Linked DNA regions of Rattus norvegicus: region 1 is linked to region 2. Evidence: chromatin contacts called from public Hi-C data. All regions are on one chromosome and are shown on one strand. The core of a region is the stretch at or near the end of the contact, and the rest is flanking DNA. Distances in the headings are between cores, read along the strand shown.

What was found. Hi-C and Micro-C count contacts between places; a contact is called where the count stands out from the background.
Region 1: a contact with region 2 is called in a Hi-C map of kidney, with 5 times the contacts expected there. The contact joins the promoter of Atp1a1 here to the enhancer-like site in region 2. A contact is called at or near these places in 9 of 12 Hi-C or Micro-C datasets (the A7r5 cell line, the Rat2 cell line, Schwann cells and 5 more).

Annotation. Positions count from the first base shown.
Region 1 is chr2:191,735,884-191,740,888 of GRCr8, forward strand. Atp1a1 (ATPase Na+/K+ transporting subunit alpha 1) reads right to left here and starts at 1,531. Exons shown (of 23, transcript NM_012504.1): 1 at 1,283-1,531. The coding sequence starts at 1,294. LOC103691652 (a long non-coding RNA gene) reads left to right here and starts at 1,743. Exons shown (of 7, transcript XR_010064368.1): 1 at 1,743-2,009; 2 at 3,083-3,231; 3 at 3,337-3,437.
Region 2 is chr2:191,630,163-191,635,244 of GRCr8, forward strand. No RefSeq gene overlaps it. Among named protein-coding and RNA genes, the nearest start is that of Atp1a1, 100 kb to the right of the region's middle. Within about 2 kb of position 3,114, at least 18 of the 93 cell types and tissues checked have an H3K27ac peak or open chromatin away from gene starts, as enhancers often do. A contact at or near this core is called in the A7r5 cell line, kidney and liver, where this site is marked.

The DNA of each region.
Region 1 (5,005 bases), core at 281-2,780, 100 kb after region 2:
CTAAAAGCTGCTCAAGGTCTCCAAATGACAAAGATTCTTTTTGAAGGGATAGGAGATAAAAAGATGGGGCTTTAACGAATAAATGGTTTATAGGAACGGCTAGAACAGTATGACCTACAGATCCGGTTTCCATCCTGGAAGTGGAGGCCAGGAGGGAATCAGTTCTTTGCTGCGATGCTGCAAAACCTGTGCGGGGGCACCGTCAGGGTCCCTAATCTCTCTTCCTGGCCACGTTTTATAATCGTCTCTTCCAAGTCTCCAAAGAATGTGCTCTCGCTCCATCTCAGTATACACCCAGGTGCCTTAGGACCTGCAGAGTGTCCTCAGCTCGTCTGCTTGGTCAGCCCTGAAGAGGGTGGAGTGGACTCTCCCACCTGTATTCTCATGACTGGTGCTTTTTCAACCTAGGAACTGATGTTTTCAGGGTTATTTTTTAAGTTTTTATCTGCTGCTGAGAGGTCAGGAACTAACTCTTCCGAGGTGGATAGCAGTTATCAAGGTGGGACCTCGGCGTTGTTCGTGCCCCGAATCCCTCATTCTTTTCGGAACACCTCTTGGATGAGACAGCAGTGCAGGAAACCCGCATGGCTTTTCTAGCACCATTAACTGTCCAGTCTCCAGTCCTTTGTTGGATTGACAGTAGCCTGCGGCCCTAGAGGGTCAGCCTAGCCCCCTTTAAGAATCGTCCCCTAACATAAATTCACACACCCCTCCCCACCGTTAAGACAACACCAGTTACCAAAGGCACATCCTGTTATGGACAGTGGCCCATTTTAAAGCTCTCAAAAGTATACCTTAAAGGCTATCTTTGGGCTGTGAAGTCACACCCTTTCTGGCACTAGCTTCGCTGGGCTGGTTCGGCCTAAGGGGAAGCCAGTTTTTTTCCTTTGGGGGAGGGCGGTCGCCTCTGCGGGGAGCTGGCCGAGCCCCAGAGCCTCCTGGAGAAGGGAGTCTCGACCCGGAGGCTGCCCTAGCCGGCGCCGGGCCGCGGCGAGAACGGCCACCGCGAGGGGGCCCTGGCGGAGCTCCCCGGGGGAAGGGGAGGAGCGCTCCTTTCCCTGGGCACGGTGGGAGGAGGGAGAAAGGAAGCGCAAGGCGCGCGGTGAAGGCGACCAAAGGGCTCAGGCAGGGCAGGCGCCGGGCTCAGGGATGCCGCCCCGGGTGCTACTCCTCCAGGGCCGCTGCCGGCTCTCAGCACCCGCCCCTCCATTGCGGAGAGCCGGGTCTCCAAGCCGCTTCCTCCCGCGCCCCCGCCCGCGGCCCGGGCTCGCCAGACACTCACCCCCTTCCCCATGGTGGCGGCGCTGCGGGCCCCGCGCCGGGTCCTGTGGCTGGAGACTAGAAAGAGGAGAGAGCAGCTCCCGGCTGGGAGAGTGGAGCCGGGGGAGCCGAGAGGCGGGAACTAGGGCTGCCGCCGGAGGAAAGAGGGAGGACGGCCGGCGCCCCGGACCGAGGCCGCCGCTGCTGCCGCCGCTGCTGCTGCCGCTGCCGCCGCCGCTGCCACGTGTCCGCCTCCTCCCGCCGAGGCTCCGCGCCCCAGACCCAGCCGCAGCTCCAGCCCTTGCCTCCTCCTCACTTCCTAAAATATGCAACCTGCGTGATGGCTCCGCCCACGCGTGCACGTCACCGTTACCGGAGCAACCTGACACCGGCTCCAGCTGGCTCCGCCTCCGCCTCTAACCCCTCCCCGCCGGGCCCGGACCACGCTAGCCGCTGCCTAGCCCGGGCTCCCGGCAGGAGGGCGCCCGGGCCCAGTACCCGAGTGCCCCGGTCTCTAGAGGGCTACGGAGCGCGTCTGCCTCCAGGACCGGGTATTTGACTGAGCAGCCTGCGAAGTAGAGCGCGGAAGGTCCGCAGTGGGTGCGGCGCGGCGCAGTCGGGGCTAGCCCACTTGCTCAGCGTAGCTTTTCTAGAGCGTCGGGGGTCTCGAGGGGCCGGGGTTGGACAGCAGCTGCGCGACTCCGAGGGACTCTTCTCTGCAGATCCAGGCCCGCACCTATCTGCAGATGGTACCTTCCCTTTGATTCCTCTGTTCTGGGATCCTCTTACAACTTCTCATTCCACCACTAGAGAAATGCTTCAGACATATACACACACACACACTCGCGCGCGTGCGCGCGTCACTTACACTTCCCTTTCCTTATGACCCCAAGTGACTATTAAAAAAAAAAAAGCCAGTAAGAAGTTCATTCACAGCACTGTATGAATGAAATCTACTTGCAAGAGGAGGGGGGAGGGGTGTTAACCTGCTTTTCAGAGAGATTCCCCTTTTTATGGTAGAGAAATCTGAAACCCAAAAGAACACCTATCTTTAGTAAAAGAGGTGGCTCAAAACGCTCTGCAGCTCCGCACCTCCCAACAGCAGCGCCCCACATCATGCACAGCATCCGTGGTTACCCTGAGGGACTAATCAGTCTCACGCCCAGCCAGTCGCCCGCTCTTGGCCTGGCAAAGTTGAGAGCAGGGCTTCCGTTTCAGTGGCTTAGCAGGTGCTATGATGGCTGAAACTTATCATTAAAAATAACAAAGTATCATCATCATCGTCATCATCAATGTCAGGAAAGCAAGCACTCTGGGAAAGCGCAGGATTCGGTGGAGAAACTCGATTTCCATCTCTGGAAACTCCTGGGAGAAGCAAGGAAAACATTAACTTCTTAGATCTAGACCTATCAACTTCAAGCGCCAATGCTTTTTGTAGGATGTGGGGCTTGCAAAGAAAAGGGGGGAGGGGGGCTGGAGAGATAGCTCAGTGGTTAAGAGCATTGTCTGCTCTTCCAGAGGTCCTGAGTTCAAATCCCAGAAACCACATGGTGGCTCACAGCCATCTGTAATGAGATCTGATGCCTGCCCTCTTCTGGTGTGGTGGTGGTGAAGAGAGCAACATACATAAAATAAATGAATAAATGAATGAATAAATCTTTAAAAAAAAAAGAAAAGGGGGGAGGGAGGGAGGAAAAACACCCAAAACAACTAATCACTGTGTTATCAGTTCTTCCATAGAGCAATTCTCTGCACTTCTTAGAAACAACTGTTGCTTATACAACTGTTGCTTATAGCAGAAGACAGCCTTTATCTCTTCCAGTGATCCACAGACTTGATGAAATCAGTTCGGGCCTCAGAGAGAAGATGAATTGTAAGCAAAATTCAAAAATCACGATTCTGGGGAAAAAGACCCCCAAATCCAGAGCCCTGTAGTACCAGCCCTGCTAGTTCAACTGAAGGCTGCAGCATGTGAGTTAGACTTAAGAAAGTTCATTACTGTGCCCGGCAGATCGCTGCTACTGTGCGGGAGGCTTTGCTTACTGAAGACCTTACTTTAAGATTAATTACCCATAGGCCCTGATCTAAACGGGAAAACACAACAAGGAAAATATCAGAAGCACAAGCCAGAGCTGTTGTCCTCCTTACTCATCCACTCATCCATCAAGATAAGTCAGGTAGGTCAAGATGCTGTCTTCTCTCCTCAGCTGCTTCCTTGCAGCTGTGGGGTACTGCCAGCCTCTCAGGGGACCCTGGGCTTCTGGTTGTGTTCAAGGGTGGAAAGAGCAAAATAAGTATGGATGTCTAATTAAACCCTGTATTTTGCTCTTGACTTTATTCAATAGTTTTTAACTTGTCCTGGAGTTCTTACATGGCTTCAAATGAAGCAGTGAAACTGCACAGTGTGTGTGTGTGTGTGTGTGTGTGTGTGTGTGTGGTCTTTGAATTTGGAAACTTAAACCAACTTAAACTTGAACTTCATACTTCCGTGTCTAAACATAGAACCAACTTCTCATGGACAAGTAATGGAAAGACTCCCTGTCTTGTTGAAATGCAGAGCTGTGGATGTGGGTAGAGAACCAAGTAAAGGTGGTGGTGGTGTATGCCTTTGATCCTAGCACTCAGAAGATAGAAGCAGGCAGATCTCTGTGAGTTCGAGGCCAGCCTGGTCTACAGAGCAAGTTCCAGGACAGCCAGGGCTACAGGGTGAAATCCTGTCTCAAAAAACCAACAACAAAACCAAAAGGGAAACAAAACAACACAAAACACCAGAATCAAGTAAAATCAAGGCATGGTTAAGATGGGGGTTTGGCGGTCTCAGGTGTAAAAGTTCACCTTTTTTGGAAAGGGATTTCCCTCGATATTCTCAGGAGAGATTTCTGAATCAAATCTTAGACATCAAAGATGAACAGGCTCTTCCTTTTATGATGACAAAACTGAGATTCAGGGAGTGATGAACACTAGGCCTCCCTGCTTCTTAATCTAGCAACTCCTTAACGCTGCTAGCTTGGAGCATAGTTAAATGGATGGGCTTGGTCTCCGCATTTGCAGACCTCAGGGCTGCCAGGTGTGGATGGATGCCTCCAGGAGGAGGCTCTGATCCCGGCTAGGAGCATTGACCCAATCACCGTGAAGAGAGTCAGCAGATGTATGAAAAATATGATGCAAGTCAGGGTTCTGAGCCAAGAACATTAGCACTTAGAGTGAGCACTTGCAGAGTTGAATAAACAATTGCAATTAAGGACTTTAGGAGATGGCTGGGCGCCCACACTAATTAGCATTTTCTATAGGAAGCAAATACTTGGGCCATCAGTGAGCTAGGAATTTAGGATGATGAGATTTTCCTTGGCCTTGCTTGCCCTAGAGTTAGCATGAAAACATTTATTTATAAGTATCCCTCTTTATGTTTTCCCATTCCCAGGCTCCCAGAAGGAGCCCCTCTCCTTCCTTCAAACCCTATTTATCACCTGAAAAGTTCTTCCTAACTCATTTCTACCCCTCCAAGGAAAATCCACCTTTTTTTTTTTCCTGTTTGGCAGCAGAAAAATTGTTGCCTGCTTGATTTTTAATTTTAAAAAAATCACACCTACTTTTTTTTCTTTAGGTGAAGGGCACACCACAGCATACACAATGACAGCTTGCAGAAGTTGGCTCTCTTTCCACTTTGTGAGTCCCAAGGATTGAACTTAGGTTGTCGTTTGGCAGCAAGCACCTTTACCCACTGAGCCATTTCACCACCCCATTA
Region 2 (5,082 bases), core at 1,864-4,363:
ACTACAGATAATCCAGGCCTCCAATCTATGATTCCTTTTTAAGTGGCCATCAAGTTCAGTGGAGAGACTAATTAGTTTGGATATGAAAGGGCCACTCAAAATGGTGCATGCATGTGTGCCTGCTTGCGTGTAGAGCGGTCTCAGTTCTTAAGAGCAAGTACTGCCCTTGCAGATGACCTCAGTTTAGTTCTCAGCACCCATATTAGGCAGCTCACAGACACCTGTAACCCCAGCTCCAGGGCATCCCATGCCATGTTCTGGCCTTATTGGATATTAGTAGGCACGTATGCATCACACACACAAACACACACACACACACACACACACACACACACACACACACCCCAAAAATAAATCCTTAAAAAAAGGACCATGGGTTGAAGGCTTAATCCCTAGCTTGTAGCAATACTGTGAGGCAATCAGATCTTTAGGGTACAATCTTATCTATTAGCACATTAATCTCTTGATGAGTTATAGCTAAATAGACTGTTGGAAGGTGGGGAAGTGGGTCTCTGGGGGTGGGCTCCCCACCCACACCCCCAGTTGCTCTCCCCTCTCTTTTTCCTCTCTTGTTCTCTTCCTTCCCCACAACCCTTCTTCTGTCTCCCTCCCTCTTCCACTAGTTGGCTCTCTGTGCGTCAGCAGTTTTCCTCTATTTAGGCCTTGCCACAGACCTAAGTCAACAGGTGACCTGTCCACAGCTGAATATTAAATTCTGAATGTTAAGTCGTTCACCACAGTATTTTGCCAAACATGGAAGGTGGCAAGAATTGGAAGGAAGGGGCAATAGAGTGGTCAGCCTGAGGCAGGGGAAATGCTGCAGTTGGGGCCTAGCAGCCCTCCCACATTGGGCTTGGAGGATGGCTTTTCCTGCTTTGGGGTGGGACATTGTTGTACAGAGGCTCCTGAGGGAGCTGTGAGCTGGTTTAGGGGAACTTACCTCCTGCTCTCTGCTTTATTAAAAATAGAACCCTTAAATCTTAGCCAGACATATGCATCCTACCTATATTATATCTACATGAAGACACATAACTGCAAATGGCCCATGACCTGACTTCTAGAAACAAGTATTCCCATAGACAGAAGGCAGACGCTGATGGCTGGAGCTCTGTGGCTGTCTTGAACCATGAGGTAAAAGTTCATCCTAGAACGATGGAGCCATAGGATGCTGGTTCACAACTGTCTCAGAAGAGAAATGTTTGTGTCCACAAGACATTATCTTCCACACATCTCAGCACCCGAAAGTCCCAATCACTCACCCAAAGACTGAGGTGAGTGTAGTCTTGGAGGTGGGAGAGTTACAGAACTAGACTGCTATGGCCTGTAGACAGTTTTCTAGAGTTCTTCAGTGCACAGCAAAGCTGTCCTCTCCCGTAGGAAAGCTCATGTCCTGTATGTCCCTTTGGCTCATTCTCCTAGATGGACACTCCCCTTGGTTTCCCTGGATCTTAGACAATCTGTCCTTAGCTGAGTAATCTCTGTTCCAGCTGGGTGCAATAGAATCCAAGGCAAAACTGGGTATTATACGCGCCTGCCTGTAATCAAGGTAGGAACACTGTGAGTTCAAGGTCAGCTTGGGTGGGGACACTGGCTCTCAAAGTTGAAATTGAATATGCATGCTGCCCTTTGTGAACTGGACCTCGTAAGGGACAATGGCTTCTATATAGAAAATCTTTAAGGTTGCCTCTAAGGTTTGTATTGTTTAACTCCTTAATGCGTTTTCAATTCACAATGTAGCGTAGCGTGTGATCTCTGTGCGCTGAAGGATGCCTTGTTCCAAGTCCCAATTGAGGAAGTGGGGGATGATGGCTATAGAAGGAATAGCTAAGTGTGAGGCTAGGGTAAACATTTACAGGTGACAACTGGCTTGCTTTTTGTTTTGTTTTTGAGATAGCATCTCACAGTATAGTCCTGGCTGTTCTGGAACTTGCTATATAGACCAGGCTGGCCTCAAACTCTTGAGTTCTATCTGCCTCTACTTCTGGAGTCCTGGGATTAAAGGCATGTGCCACTACACCAGGTATGACACTGGTTTTGGGAGGGAGTTGGCAGGCTCTGTTTACAGAGCTTCTGAGGTTCCAGTCAATGATTGATAACATCTAATGGGTGCTAAGTGCAGGCTTTGGGCCTGATAATGTCCTGGCCCTTCAATGCATCACTTTGCTGCTAGCACACAAGGCAGGGGACCTGGGAGCTGGACGGGTAAGGCCATCTGCCCAGTGGCATAGTTAGTATTCAGGAGAACTGTCAGTCTAGTTCCCCCTGTTCCACAGCCCTCAACTATTCTTTTTTTTTTTTTTTTTTTTTTTTTTTTTTTCCGGAGCTGGGGACCGAACCCAGGGCCTTGCGCTTGCTAGGCAAGCGCTCTACCACTGAGCTAAATCCCCAACCCCGCCCTCAACTATTCTTAAAAGACCGAAGAGCAGTTCCTTCCTCGTGAACTCCCTCTTATCAGGATGGCTGTTGCCCCACCCCCACCCCCACCCCCACCCCCATCCCCACCCCCACCCCCATAAAAATATATCTCTACATTTCTGTTTCTATGATATGAGTCCCACACTTGGCAGTTGTCTAAGATCTCTCCTGCCAACAGGGATTGCCATTTTCCATTTTGTCCTGGGGTCAGCTGAGGGCCGTGTGCATGCAAGCCCTTCTACCACCCAGCCTTCCCCAGTCCTCAGACTGTTTTAAGGTTGACAGGTCTTCTTACAGTTGACAAGTGGGCTGGAGTGGTTTGGGAGTTGGAGAAAGCTCTGACTTGGGGCATTTGCCAATTTCTGTCATGTAAATACTGCTGCTGAGACCCATTTCACGCTGACCACGCAACCCGTAAAAATCCTGAATGCTTAATAATTGACAGTGGTGTAGCAGGCTCTGGTGGATCCAGGCCCAGAGACTTCACAGCAGCGAGGAGTGCCAGTCTGGGCCCCAATTCCGGGACCCCAAGCTGTGTTCTGGCCCCAGACTGCCAGCCTTCCAGGGCTCTTCCTTGTACCTCTCAAGGGGTCCCATTGTAGTGGGATGGGGGGATGGGGCAAGGCAGACTGTGCAGGACTTCATGAAAGAGCACAGCCGCTCGGACAGCAGGTGGCAGCACTCTCGTGGTCAAAGATGAGCTTCTCCGCCTAATGAGGGGCCTTTGTTCTGAGCCAGAGGCTGTGTCACCAAGAGAAAGGCCCCACAGGGCAAGCTAATCAGCCTGTCCTTAGTTGACCTTCACCTCCTGGAGCCCCATAGACAGGTCCTAGGAGCCTGACAGAATGAGAGCCACTGAAGCAAATAGTGGGGGACAGCACATACACACACACACACACACTCACATACACACCCCATACACACACACCACACACATACCACACACATACCATACTCACACACAAACCATAAACACACACACCAACACACACCACACACACACACCACACACACACACACCACACACACATACACACATGCCACATACACACATGCCAGACACACCACACACACATATACACACACACACCCCCCACACCCCCCCCCACACACACACACACGCATACACACACACACCACACATACACACAAACAGACATCATACACACACACACACACACACACACACACACACACACACACACACACGCTCACTCACACCACAGGCACCCAGTGTGGTCAAGAAGGGAGTTGAGTGCAGAATGCAGCAAGGGTTTCCAGGTTCCAGGAAGGTGGTTCTCTTTCTCACCTGCTGTCCATCATCCCTACACCTCACATAACCTCTGGGGTGCATTTTCTGCTGGGGTAACCAGTTGTTCCAGTTTGTCCTGGACTGTCTGGTCTAAATAAGAAAATCCCTTCTCCTGAGTGTGTGTGTGTGTGTGTGTGTGTGTGTGTGTGTGTGTGTGTGTGTGTGTGTTTCAGTCTGACAGGGACATTGTGGCCTTTGCTGTATGCATGGCCATGGAAGATAGATGTCTAGGCAAGGTCAGGGCTGGCCCACGTCCACAGACAGGATTAGATGTCATTCCGTTTCAAAACTTGTCCCCTGCCCCTTTCCCCCACAGAGGTCAAGGCCCAAATGCATGAGAGGGAGCCCATGAGCGGGAGCTCATGAGGGAGCCCACGAGAGGGAGTCCATAACAGTATGTCCCCCTTTCCTACCTTTGACCTCCCTCTCCTTCCCACACATGCGGCCTGGAGCTTGCACAAAGTCCATTGGTCACTTAGCTCTCCCAGGGTCTAGCCACAGAGGACTCTATGTTTCAGGGGTGAGTGAGGCCACAGAGGCAAGGTACTAGGAGGTGGGGAGGGCAGACTAACTGGGGGAAAGGCAGGCTAGAAATCTCAGCCACTGAGGAATGAAGAAGTAAGACTCAGTCGTGGTGCGGTGTGACACGTCCCTTCTGTCACTCTGGTACCCTCTCCCTCTGTCCACCACTTCCTTTTTCTCCCCGTGGTCCCCTTGGTCTGGAGACAAGCTACAGCTGTGATGTTTAACGAAGGCAGAGCTTTGCTTAAACCAAGGCCCAGGCAAAGGACTCTGCTCTGCACGTTAGAAGAAAGGACAGTGGTGCTGCCAGGGCTCGTGTTCTGTACAGACTGTCCTTATCTAGTCTCTGAGCTTATCTCATTTAGCTTTTCCTGGCACCCACTCCGGTGGCCACCCTGGGCTTGTGCCAGTCCCTAGGAGCTCAGGCTCCCTCCTGTCAAGAGTGTTTGCTCAGCCCCATTGGTCCCTTTGCTTGTTTGAGAGTAGCGGGAGAAGACGCTGTGAAATGGTGCCCCTGAAACTTTGAAAGATGAGAAGAGGGTCACGTCATGCCGAGGCAGGGACAGACGTGACACATTCCAAGTGGTGTGTTAGATCTGTCACCCACCAGGAAAGAGTTGATAAGTATTTAGAAATAGACTTTTCATGGGCTTTTGGCTTCAACTTTCTGTACAACCAGCCTCTGCGAAGCAAACTCTCCACGGTGCTCAGTGGTTCATATTTCATTTCGCTGGAGACAAGTTAACGCAGGCCAAGCCCTAGTCTGGATGAAAATTGACTATGCAGGTAACATCCTGCTGACTCTAGTTTCCTGACCAACACTGGGTTTGCTG